2 separate regions of the Mus musculus genome follow, and region 2 is linked to region 1. Evidence: chromatin contacts called from public HiChIP or PLAC-seq data. All regions are on one chromosome and are shown on one strand. Each heading gives the region's core, a stretch centred on a gene start, on an enhancer-like site or on the middle of the called end of the contact. The rest is flanking DNA. Distances are from core to core; before and after follow the strand shown.

Region 1 (6,610 bases), core at 3,195-5,694:
CTAGACATAACGTGGGAACAAGTGGGTTTGTAGCCGGCACCTTTTCTCAGTTCCTCTCGGGGCTTTCCCATGAGCAAAGTGTGGACTAACTTGCCATGAACTCTTGGAGACCTCACGGGAAAGACAAATGGTCATAGTTCTTGGAGACTCTTGTACCACAGTGGAGTGAAAAGGGCCATGATTATGCTTTCTTGCAGGAAGTGTCTCACACAGTCATCTTGGTTTTTGAATATTAGATTATTAGAGCTAAAATATTAGATTAAGGATATATTCATTTCTGCCTTTGGGCAATAGGGAAAGAATTTTGGATTAGTACCAAGGTGATTGCAATAAGGGATTAATTAAGGCAGCCTGAAACACAATGGCATGCCTTTGAGAGGTGGCAGAGCTTTAAAGGACTTTTAAAAATTATTCAACCCAATCAGTCCCCAATGGTAAAGTTATTCTTGTTGAAGTTATGCACCTGTTTATGACAGGGCTGCTCTGTTGGTCTAATTTGCCCATGTAGCTCACAGAAAAGTTATTTTAATGAATGTAGTTTCTGGGGCTGGAGCAATGGCCCAGCAGTTAAGAACACTTGCTGTTCTTGCAGAGGACACAGGTTTGGTTCCCTCACCTACATGGTGGCTCACAACCATCTGTAACTCTACTTCCAGGGAATCCGATGCCATCCCCTAGCATCAGGCATGCCACTGGTACATGCATATGTGTAAGTAAGACAATATAAATAAAACAATAAATCTCTTCAAAAGGGTTTAGTTTTCCTCTTTTCCTTCCCTCCAGCATCATGCACCATACACTGACTGGGCTTCTCACCACACCTTCTCACACAAGTTTCAGAATCAAGCGATTCCTGGCCCAATGAGCGTAAGCAAACCTGTCCTATTCCTTAATGGATTCCTATGAAAACTGGTAATGAAATCAGATACAAGTTCCTGTGAAGATACAAGTGCCTGTGAAGACACTGGGGAGAACGAAGTTGGGTCTTAAGGATTCACTCGATGGCAAGTCTGAAGGTTTATAAGTTACTCATGGTCATTGATCAATCCTACCAGATGGAGTTCAACAGTTTTAACCTGGACACTTGGTCATGTTTAAATTGGGTGTGTAGTTTGCCCAGTAATTAAATGAAGAGCCTTTCAAAACAACAGCAAGAAGAACAATTTAGCTTTTGTTTGGCACTTTTAATATTACCAGCACAAATAGCCACCCATTTGCTGGCATCTTAAAGAAAGGCTTAAATAAACTGGGGCATTGGTTGATTTTCAAGCCCATACTCCTCAGAGAGGATGGTACTGTTTCAGAAACTGCTTTTCTTTGGTATCCAGTTGGAGCATTGATGTAGAGTTGGGGAGTTGATACTGCTTTGAGAATAGTGAGCCAATAGAAGAGAGAATTAACCTAAGCATCTTTTCAAAAACATTCTTGCCCTCCTCCCGGCCGGTTTATGTCTTGACTTCCATTTCTTGTTGGGTTCCTATTTCAAGAGGCATAGGGGTGTGGGTGTCAGTTCCAGCTACCATGCTTTCAAAAGGATGAGGAATTTGAGAAAGAATGGAAGTTTCCGTTATTGATTGTAGTGAAACAATCCTCTAAACTTACTGTCTCCTCTCTCTATATATCATCTCCCTCTTCCTCCTCCACCTCTCTAATATCCATGTAACAGTGTTAGGTCATCTGTATTTTTGGAATAAGTCAAAATGAAGTATAACAGATTGCATAATTTCTGAACACATTAATTATTCCCTGCAAACATCAGAGGCATTGTGTGAGGAATGTAAACGTCTGTGCCTCTCCAGCTCTGTGCGTTCTTACAAATGCACTCCATTAACCGTAGAAGTTGCTCCTCTTCATGATTCTGTGGGCTGGGTGGACTCAGTCGTGAGTCTCCTCTGCTGTTCTGTGGTCACTCAGCCAACTGTCGTCCTTGGGGAGTGTGGGTGCCGTCATTCAGGAACATTTCCAAGTGATCTCTTTAGTTAGTAGTCCACCTAAATGTTTCCCCAGCATAACAATTGACTCTGAAAAATGCCAAAACAGTAGCTTCCAGGCCTTTTAAAGGTTTGGGCTAGGATAGACATAGTGCCTCTTTTGCTATAAAACAATTTGGGAAGACAATTCTAAAGGCCAGCCTAGACTCCGGTGTAAGGGAATGGATGGCATTTACTGTCAGGAGAAGTGACCATCTTTAATCTTCTGAAATCTTGATTTTAGGGGATCTTAATTTTTTTTTTTTACAACAATGTTTTAACTTTATTGACTCTTCAGTGTCCACATAAAATACTCAACAAATGCCAATATCTCTTTAGCATAAGCAAGAGTGAGTTTCCTTAGTTTCCTGCAAAGTCTCAGAAGTAGATAACTCAGAAAAAAACCACTTGTATTATGACTTCATGAAGCCTCCATTTCAGAGATTACAGAGGATTCCTAATTGCCTGTGTTAGAGCTGGGGTACAGGTTCCCACCCCTTTTCCTTTCAGGTGTGCAAAAATGACTTTTGGGTCCTAGGAAATTTAAATTTCAGTATAAAAAGAAACATGAGCACACGATTGCTCCAGAAAAAGAATTTTGGCTGGGACTTTAGATGGGTAATTTTGTTCTGCAAAAAAGACCCTATCCATTTTCTCCTTGGCTGCTTAATTCTCATTTCTCTATTAGAGTCTGAATTTAGAGAGTCATCTCTGACTAGGTCCTACTCTGCCAAAACAACAGAAAGTGCCAAGCTGCCGGAGCCATGGTGGCCAATTTGACATGGAAGCATTATAAAAACAGGACTGAGAGATCAGCTTTGAATTCCCTAAACTTTTTTTTGAAATACTTACAAAGGTTTTACACACAGGCACCATGCCGGCTTTTCTCTGCAAACGCAGCCCTTGCCCAGCCAGCCAAGCCTCCTGCTGAAAGCCGGCAGACAATGGTGGGAAAGGCATTATGGGGCGGATTGCGCTGTAAAGACAGCCACGGGATTATGAGTCCCTCTTTCCCTGAAGGCAGCAGCAGAATCACCAAGAGGCGCCTGTCCCCCTCAAATGAGATACAGCAGTTCATCATGTCAGACTCCGCCACGGAGGGTTAAGGCTATGGGGCTTCTGGCTGTCAGCAGCAAGGATTTCATCTTGGGGCCCCTCAGGTCATATGGAGGAAGCCTAAGAAGTTCATCCTGCCATTTCCATTGTCTGGCATCTTGTCCCCAGTTACCACCCCAGTGTGCTCTTGACCAGCCTTGTAACCAAAATCATGTCTATGTTCAAGAAATTAGCATCCCAGACTTCCCTTCTCTTCTGTAGGAGAACACCCCAGTTGGTATTCAAATAAACTAACTAACAGAAATAGAAAAGGATTGGCATATTTTAACAAGGAAATCTTAATACATGTCTACAAACTTAGAGAACTGTCTTTTAATATTTAGATTCATTCTGTGAAGAGAATTTGAAGTTATTTCTACGGAGTATAAATTTACTGTAGGGGCAGAATTCTGAAGGAAAAACAGAAGCAGTCCTTTAGTGGAGTTACAATGTTGCGATTCTGTTCACAGCTCCTGTAGACTCTATTGGACTCAGTTCAGATTTTGCACACAGCAATTGTTTCATTGTAGAAATCTTTTGTGTCTTTTTTTTTTTTTTTGGAATTGCTACATTGTCTATAAATATTTAGCGCTAAGCCCTGATTGGGTTGTATTTACCCCTGTAGTTCTGTATTACAGATGCATCTGCTGAAATGAAAAGTGGCCACATTTTCACTAGTGCTTAATTAAATGCCAAAATTTATCTACATTAACAACAAAGTCGTGAAATTTATTGATCAATTCACATGATATAAGTTGACAAATGGCTTAAGCAATTTCCATAATTTTCTACACGTGTTAAAATTTGTAATGAAAAAGAACACTATATTCACATTAAATGAGAGCTGAGAGGGAGACTCTGTCCCAGGGCCAGTGCCCTGGAGCAGTGGATGTTGTCTGCCCGCCCTGTCCAGGCTTGCTGTTTGAGCTGTGTACAGATGGGGCTCTGACAGACCTACAGCTGTTCTCCTAATTGTCCATTAAGCGTTCTATTGATTCTCTGATTCAAAGTACATGTCTTTCAGCTCAAGCTATCCTGTGAAGTGGCAGACACATTCCTTGTAGAATGACAGAGCCGCTCGAAAGCTAAAAATGTGCTCTGCCAGTTTCAATTGAGGGTGCTGCTGTGAAAGAGAAGGCTTGGTTAAAGGCGCTCTGTGATCGAGGGGTAGGCTGTATTTTCTAAACTTTTAGCATCAATCAATTAAAGTAGCAGCAGCCTGGAGAGTTTTAATTCCTGGTTAAGGGTGTACAGATTACACCTGGCCGATACAGGTTAGGGCAAAGGGATCAGTCTCAGCAACAGATCAGATGGCTGGGCTGATGTCTGCAGATGCTTTCCCGCCTGCACCTGACAGGCACAGTCATTTTCATTTCTCCTGAAAGTTCGATTTTAGCACGTAAAAATTGAGATCATCTGCAATCCCACATTATGCCAATCAGAAGCATGTTCAGAATTGACTCTCTTTAATCCGGAAAGAAAGAGTTATATAAGATGCATATCTATTGCAAGGCCCATAAATCTTCAGAGGAACGAGGGGTCCTAGATAAAAGCTTGAAGGTTCTTCTGGCCCGGAAGGGGTCCTTTGACATATCACTTCCGGTCCCTAGTGATGCAATCAGCTTAGCACTTGATCTCATTTTGCCCAGCTGTGTCTCAAGCCATGCGCTGCTCTCTTTAGAGTGCATCAGTTGTGTAGTCCACTGCAAATCAGGGTTTTAGGACTGAAACAAATCAACTCTCTCTCGAAGTGGTTTAGGTTGCTCTGAATAGCATTTGCTTTCTTATCTTAATGGCAGTACACAGCCTAATGTTTTTCTATCATCTGGGTTTAGTTCTTAATTGCCATGTAGCAGGACATTTTGTTGGAAACAGTCTTGCTGCCTAGTGATGTTTCATCTGTAAATGAGATGAACAATGTTTGTTGCCGCTTGTGTCTCATTAATTTAATTAGCCCCCCCCCCCCAAGGCCTCCATTTCTGTTGCGGTTCTCTGGTGTGATTTTTAACTATTGAATACGTTTTGACATTTATCTAAAATTTCAAAGGGGAAAAAGATTATCAAACACATCTTCGTGTGTTTTAAGTACTAAGGATATCTAAATGAGTAAACGAGGAACAGAGTCAAGAGGAAGGGAAATCACTTTAAAGGAAGAATTACCCAAAAGCTGTTTCTCCCAATTTCTTCGATATATGCCACGTTCTCATCTGTTCATCTTCTCCCGAGAGCTTCTCTCTTGAGCAGTGTCCACCTTTCTCCTCCAGTTGGTTTGGTTGGGTAGAGGAGCACTGTCCTTATGCACAGTGCTGTCTGAAGTGTGGCTCCTGTGACCCAGGTCCTCTCTGTCCTGAATCCTTGTACTGCAACATCAGAACCGTGAGCTGTCTAACCAAGCAGGGGTTTAGAATGTCGGGGAGTTCAGTGTTTTCACCGTTAACATCTTCAGGGTTTAGGAGTAGAAGTTTCTCAGTCTATTTGCCTTCAAAACATTTGTTTTAAAATTCAAAAGTAGGTGGACAAATGAGCTATCCTGACACGTACTACAGAATCTAATCCCGGTGCAGGGATTTATGGACTTGGGGAATGTGGACACTTGCAACCTAGAGCCCCTGTTCCCTCACCGCAGGGTGATAAATTCTCTCTATCTGCTTTTCCCTCGGAAAACAAGAGAAAAATCCATTTTGAGCATGGTAATATAGTATATATTGATACCTGCAAAACATTATGTGAATCTACTTAGACTCCAGCACTTTCAATTACACTGTTAGCCAGTTTTTAAAGAAGATTTTTAGAAGCTTTCAACTGTAGACTTTTGTCTTGTTGAATGAACTTCAGCTACACTAAATTTTAAGTAAATTTGTGATGACTGAGCAATATACATTGGCTGAGCTAGAATCCAATAACCCACAGGACAAATTAATTTTCAACAAAAAGGGCAGAAACCTCAAGTGCCACGAGTATATGGAGCCTCATTCTTTCTCTCTGGAGCCATTTTTTGCAAATCACTACAGCTATTCATAATCTAAATCAGTCTCCTTTAGCAGCAGAAAGATCTTTTCTCATGACAAAACAGAGGCTGACATTCATTACTGCTAACTTGCGTAAGCTACCTTAAATTTATTGGTGCTTCTCCACTTACCTGGGTAAGAATTCCTTTGTCTCCTGCTATAGGGAAATTTCAGCTCCACTACTTAAAAATATCAATTGTCACTTTTATCAGAACTTTTGGCAGTTTACTTTATTTTAGAAGTAAAACTGGTGGTTAAGGTTTTTAGGACTTCCAATGGGCGTTGTTTGAATCATATTTAATGGGTGTCTAGGATAGTAATATGATTATGTTTAAGTTCTGTGCTGTACAAAAAAAAAATCCATATTTCTATCCATGTACTGCTGGGGAGGTTCTGGGGAAACGAGCCTTTTCGTGGTGGATGTGGCATTACCTGCCAGCCGTGGGCAGAGGAGAAACCACCCAGGTCTGTGCACTGGTTGTATTCAAAGGTTGATTAAAGCGGGGAGGAGGTTATCAGATGGAACTTTGAAATGCT
Region 2 (6,512 bases), core at 397-2,896, 380 kb after region 1:
AGGCCTTCAGCACACAAATTAATCGGGTTTCAAGAAGGCTCAAATCGGTAAGTGCTCTCCTCTGACAAAGAAGCGGCCTAAAAGCGAGGGGGGTGGGGTTGGTCAGGGCGACCAAGGTCATCTCAAACCACTCCGGGCTGGGAACACCAGTTCCCCTCGGACGGACGTACCGAGTCCACTCACCTCAGCAACAGCAGGCGCTGACCCTGGGTCACTTTAAAGTCCCCACCCCAGCATCTCTGGGATTTCCCAGTCTCTCCTACCAGAGCTGACATTCCTTGTACTTCACGTGCGCTGGACACATCCTCGCCTCTTCTTTGGCGCAGATTTCTACAGAAGTTAAGTCTTGGATAGTTTATTCACACTTTAAGAGATAACCCACATTAGTTAGCAGCAGAGGTGAGCCCACTCCCGCCAGCACGCCCTGGGACACTGTGGTTCCTTGGAGGTCGTGCCCTCCACTCGGAAGTATACGCCAGCTCCCCCCAGTTTTCCAACCCCCCCCAGTCGGTGCGCCACGTCTAATAACAAGGCCCAAAGCCTCTTCCCCAATCCTCTCCACTTACCCAAGACCGCTGCCAATGCCTGCTCCGTTTCCAGCTCATTTCCGACTTTTTCTGTGCTAAGTCGTTTAACAACTCCAACAGCCAGTTATGACGTCTTTGTTTATAGGTTCCCTGCTATTTTACGTCCTTTTTATTTCTCTGCAACTATCCTAATAGGTTAATCGATAGCTATTCTCTGACCTCGGGAAACCCCAGCTGATGGTGTTGTGACCGTTGCGAATATATATATATATATATATATATATATATATATATATATATTCCTGCGTCGTGCCCGGAAAGCTAGGGTAAGACTTGAGTAGTTAGATTTGGGGGTGATGCGAGGCACATCAGCAGATGTCTTTTCTCTGGAATAGCCCTGAAACAGGAGGGGGTCTGAGGCCTAATTAGCAAAAGGAAGCCGGATGTGTTCCTTTAATCCTTGAATCGAAAACAAAACCCCAAAGCAAATCAAAATAGTAAGTTTTTTTCTTTTCTTTTCTTTTTTTTTTTTTTTTTAAATCACAACCTTGTTCTGCATTGCCAGTTGGTCTATATAATATTAGCAAAGAGGGGAGGGCAGGGTAGTAAGAAAAATGCAGGGGGCGGAGAGGGCAGGGTGGTAAGAAGCCCTACAGTCCGGAGGACACTCTTAGGCCCACGCCCTCTCCACCCCCACCCACCCACTCTCACGCCCTCCCTGAACCCCACACCCGGCTCCAGCGTGGGCAGGGGTCTCCCAACAGCCCGAAGAGCTTTCGGGGCCTGCGGGATGCTAGCGCCTAGTCGGTGAGGAGTTGCGCTTCTGTCGTCCCTTTGTTGACAATTCCCTGAACCAACTTGAGTTTGGCCAGCTCCACGGCGGCCCTGACGTCACGCGCGGTCACGTGGCCCCGCCTCCCTCTGGATCTTTAAGTAGAAAGTAATCTATCAGGCCAGTCCTTAAAACGGGACTTTCGACTACCCAGGCTTGGCTTCCCTGTCACCACCCCCCCAACCCCCAACCCCGCGGTCGCCCATGCCCGCGCCCTCCAGAGCTGCTTGGAGCCCGGCGTCCCGCGCTTGCCTGGACCGCTCCTGAACCCCACGCCCAAACCAGAGGTCGAGGAAGGCTGGTGAAGTGAGGGGGTGCGGCGTGGAGAAACCTCCGGGGTCGCGAGCAGTAGCTGTCTCCTCGTAGAGAAGCGTCGAGGACCGCAAGAGTTCGCGGAGCGCGGCTGCGGAGCGCAGCGCCCGCACCGCGCGATGCCAGGCCTCCTCGTGTGAGCTGACCCGACAGGGCCCCGAGCTACCTGTGCCCTCTCCCCCCCCCCCGGCTTTCTTTCGGGGGACACTCACACCTCCTTTGCCTGAGCTCCGCGGCCGCCCCTCGCGGCCCCCCTCGCTCTCTGCTCGCTCCTGGCCGCCGCCACCAACCCCGCGGAGGGATGACCCTCTCCGGCAGCGGCAGCGCCAGCGATATGTCCGGCCAGACGGTGCTGACGGCCGAGGACGTGGACATCGATGTGGTGGGCGAGGGCGACGACGGGCTGGAGGAGAAGGACAGCGACGCCGGGTGCGACAGCCCCGCGGGGCCTCCGGACCTGCGCCTGGACGAGGCGGACGAAGGGCCACCGGTGAGCGCTCATCACGGCCAGTCTCAACCGCAAGCCCTGGCACTGCCCACCGAGGCGACCGGGCCGGGGAACGACACGGGAGCTCCGGAGGCCGACGGCTGCAAGGGCGGCGAGGACGCGGTGACAGGCGGCGGTGGGCCCGGCGCGGGCAGCGGGGCGACGGGAGGTCTGACCCCGAACAAGCCCAAGAACAGCCTGGTGAAGCCACCCTACTCTTACATCGCGCTCATCACCATGGCCATCCTGCAGAGCCCGCAGAAGAAGCTGACCCTGAGCGGCATCTGCGAGTTCATCAGCAACCGTTTTCCGTACTACCGGGAGAAGTTCCCCGCCTGGCAGAACAGCATCCGCCACAACCTGTCGCTCAACGACTGCTTCGTCAAGATCCCCCGCGAGCCGGGCAACCCGGGCAAGGGCAACTACTGGACCCTGGACCCCCAGTCCGAGGACATGTTCGACAACGGCAGCTTCCTGCGGCGCCGGAAGCGCTTCAAGCGCCACCAGCAGGAGCACCTGCGCGAGCAGACGGCGCTGATGATGCAGAGCTTCGGAGCCTACAGCCTGGCGGCGGCGGCGGGCGCAGGACCCTACGGCCGCCCCTACGGCCTGCACCCCGCGGCGGCTGCGGGCGCCTACTCGCACCCCGCGGCGGCGGCGGCGGCCGCGGCTGCTGCGGCGCTCCAGTACCCGTACGCGCTACCACCCGTGGCTCCCGTGCTGCCGCCCGCAGTGCCCCTGCTGCCCTCGGGCGAGCTGGGCCGCAAAGCGGCCGCCTTCGGCTCGCAGCTCGGTCCGAGCCTGCAGCTACAGCTCAACACCCTGGGCGCCGCCGCGGCAGCCGCGGGCACGGCGGGCGCGGCGGGCACCACGTCGCTCATCAAGTCCGAGCCCAGTGCGCGGCCGTCGTTCAGCATCGAGAACATCATAGGCGCGGGATCCGCGGCGCCCGGGGGCTCGGCTGGGGGTGGTGGGAGCGGCGGCGGAGCCGGGGGTGGCGGGGGCAGTGGGGGCGGCGGCGGCGCGCAGTCCTTCCTGCGGCCGCCCGGGACTGTGCAGTCGGCTGCGCTCATGGCCACGCACCAGCCCCTGTCGCTGAGCCGGACGACTGCCACCATCGCGCCCATTCTGAGCGTGCCGCTGTCTGGACAGTTCCTGCAGCCCGCAGCCTCAGCCGCAGCGGCTGCGGCCGCCGCCGTGCAAGCCAAGTGGCCCGCTCAATAGTGATGAGCTAGTGGCCGGGCCGGACGGCGGCCTCTGGCAGCAGCCTGCTCTTCCAGGCGGTACGCCCTCTCTGATCCTGGTCCATCTGTCCTGGTCCTGGTCCTGGTCCCTCTACCCAATCCTGGACTCTGCTACCCGCCCCCGACTCCCCAACACTGACCAACAGCGGCCTCCATCCCCTCACTCACCTAAGCTGGCGGAGCAAACTCAACCCGCGTCCGCTGGGAATAACTTTCCGTACAGGTAAAACTGATAACCGAATTTCCAAAAATGCACCCCGACGGCGCCTGTGTTCTCAGTACTGTGGGGGTGGGAGGGACATTCTTTGTACATATTTGTATAAAAATCATTGACTTTCCTTTTGGGGTTTTTATTTTTTTAAGAAAATAAAAAGCAATTCAGTAGATTTAGAGCTTTGAACTTTCATATTTTTTTGAAGGTTCACTCTGCGCAGTTTTATCTGAGAAAAAGAATGTATAAAGACGTTGGGAGATTTTAAATCCAAAAAAAATTTTTCAAAAAGGCGAAGTGTCATTGTATTATAAAAGTCTGTTTATATATGAATGAATATATATGGTATTCTAAATGTTATTCCATCGTGTTGTACACAATTTTGTAAATAAATTTTTAAAATGCTCAGCCTAGTGTTTTAATTAGGTGTCTAGCAAATGGCAAGATTTTACAATGGAATTTGCATTGTCTTCCCCAGAAAATCTAGCAGTCTTAAGTAATGACCTTTTCAAACGTTGCAAATTCACAATTTGGGTGTAGAAACATTTGAATTTGAAAATGGAAAGAGCGTACTTAATTTAAATTATATTAATATGTGACTTTTCACATAACCAGGATAAGGATGACAATCCCATTCATATCAAGCCACTGTGAATGACTCGCAGCTCCTGCAAAGTGTGCTGTCATTAAAAATCTAGGCAAAAGCAGCCTTGTTCATTTTAAAGAACATTGGTCGAATATAACCCCCTAGGCAAACTTACAAGGAGTCTTTGGTCATTTGAATTGTCCTTTCAAGAACAAAATTCCAAACATCTCGTATTTTAGCATTTAAACCTCGGGTTTTTGGAATTCCTTTTCATCCCTTCATTGGAAATGCTAAATCTCATTGATTTTTAAACTCACATGGTACCATTTTGGCCTTTGTATTGAAATAGTATCTTGCATTACGATGATAGGCAATAGATCGTAGGGTTTTGTTTTTTGTTTTTCCCAGAAAAATATCAAGTAAAATCCCTCTTTTTCCATTGCAATTATCAACTCACATAACTAGATATCTAGAGGATTCCCGAACCGGTAACCCCTCCTCTCGAGCCTTTCAGAAGGCCAAGGAATCATAATACTCTTCTAAAGCCAGGTGCATGTTACCTCCGCCCTTTTTTTCTACCTTAGCCAGATTCATGCTTTTTTTTTGAGAGAGAGAGAGAGAGAGAGAGATCTAAGGTAGGAGTAGGAAATATCCTTGTAGATTATTTTAGGTATGCATTTCAGCTGTTTCAATGTTTTAGGTTAAGTAGAAATGAAAGGTCTAGACATGGGAGGTCTGTTGGGCCACCACCAGCATACCCTCAAACGGCATCAATTCTAATTATTTTGTAATTAATTAGCTGTTACAATTACTTATGCGAAATCAGTTTTTAACTCCGAAATCATAGGTAGCAGCGATGTCAATTCCACCCTGCGAGCGTCTTGTCGGTAAAACCCAGCAATGTCAGCAGTCGTGTCCACTCCTCGCTTCCCACTCGGAAGCCGAGCCTTTTTCTCGGCGGCCGGCGTGGGCTTGGGGGTCGCTCTGAAAGACACTTCCTCGCATATACCGACTCTGTTTTCCTGGTAAATGATAAATGCTGTGTCCTGAGTAAACATTCCGCCGAAAGCGGAGTCTTAAAATAAAACAGGCTGCTGGGGTGAGAGTTTTTAACTTGATAAACAACCCGATAATGAGCCCTGCTGAAGAAGCTACTGTAACGTTCGGCGAGGAGAGCTTTACTTCGGGCGGGTCCCTTCTAATCTCCTTTTACAAGGAAAACTAAACGGATCTAAATTGGTTTGTGCGTTGCAGCTATAAAAGTCACAAGTTGTTTCACAGTTGTGTCTGGCTAATCGGTTTTTACACAAACAGCAAATGGTACACGATTTGTGCAAACACACAGAGGTTACTTCTAAATTTAGCTGGCACCCCTGGGAAAAGAGAAAGGCAGGGCTTCTTGAATTCACTTTTAGCCTCAAGAAGCTGCTGATCCAAGGCTTCTAAATGACATTGGATAACAGGGGCCTCATTCCATCCCTGATCCTTTGTTACTTATAAAATTACTCGCTCATATTTCCGCGCATAGCAGCAATACCGGCCGAGCCTGAGCACGCAGCCTGACACTCGGACACAAGCTGCCGCTTGAGATCTGCAGTGCCTTTTCCAGCGACGCATTAGGCAGCGCGGTGTAGAAACCACGGCAACTTTCCTTCCAGCCACTTTCGCTCTATCAACAACAGCCTCTTCCCCGTGTAGTTAGAGGATGGGACATCTCATGCCCAAACACCAGCGGCCAGTGTTTATTGAAAGTCCTGATGTAATACCGGGAAAGTAGAGCCCAGCCATACCCTTGGAAAAGAATTGAGCTTACGCTGTTTAAATGGTGAAGATTTAGAGAAGACGATGAAATTTTTTTTTTAAATGTAGATAAATGTACTCAAGCACTTAGTAGGTTGGAGCAAGCTTTAAACACAGGTTTGATGTTTTTAGACACGCGATAAAAGGTGATGAAATCCCTCTAAAACTGGGATTTTAAAACAGTGCGATTGCCACCTGCTTTTTATTACAGCTTTAAAAAAAGAGAAATTAAAAGAAAAAAAGGGAATAAATAAAGGACACAGGTTGGGTATAAAGGAAAGATGCTAGCCTTTTAGTTACACTCCGATTTAAGCATTCATTCTTCGCTTCCTCAGGCAAGGATTTCCAGACATTCAATTCACTCTCGAAGCCTGGGACTCCTAGTGTGACCTCGGGGTGGAGTTCCCAAGTAGGCCTCTCACCCAGTCCCTTGCGGGAATGTAGGGAGGATTCTGAAGGTTCAGGGGAAAAAAAAAAAAAAAAAAAAAGTGAAATGCTCATACTAGCTGAGCG

The links. HiChIP or PLAC-seq counts read pairs in DNA pulled down with a chosen protein or histone mark.
Region 2: a contact with region 1 is called in an H3K4me3 HiChIP or PLAC-seq map of forebrain, with 3 times the contacts expected there. The contact joins the promoter of Foxd3 here to the enhancer-like site in region 1. A contact is called at or near these places in 8 of 115 datasets of contacts at active chromatin or transcription factors (embryonic basal ganglia, embryonic forebrain, embryonic hindbrain and 5 more).

The regions. Positions count from the first base shown.
Region 1 is chr4:99,270,122-99,276,731 of GRCm38.p6, forward strand. It overlaps a transcript of Atg4c not described here. Among named protein-coding and RNA genes, the nearest start is that of Gm35379, 41 kb to the right of the region's middle. Within about 2 kb of position 4,445, at least 27 of the 459 cell types and tissues checked have an H3K27ac peak or open chromatin away from gene starts, as enhancers often do. A contact at or near this core is called in embryonic basal ganglia and forebrain, where this site is marked.
Region 2 is chr4:99,654,653-99,661,164 of GRCm38.p6, forward strand. It overlaps Foxd3 (forkhead box D3), which reads left to right and starts at 1,647. Exons shown (of 1, transcript NM_010425.3): 1 at 1,647-4,019. The coding sequence starts at 1,973. The coding sequence ends at 3,382.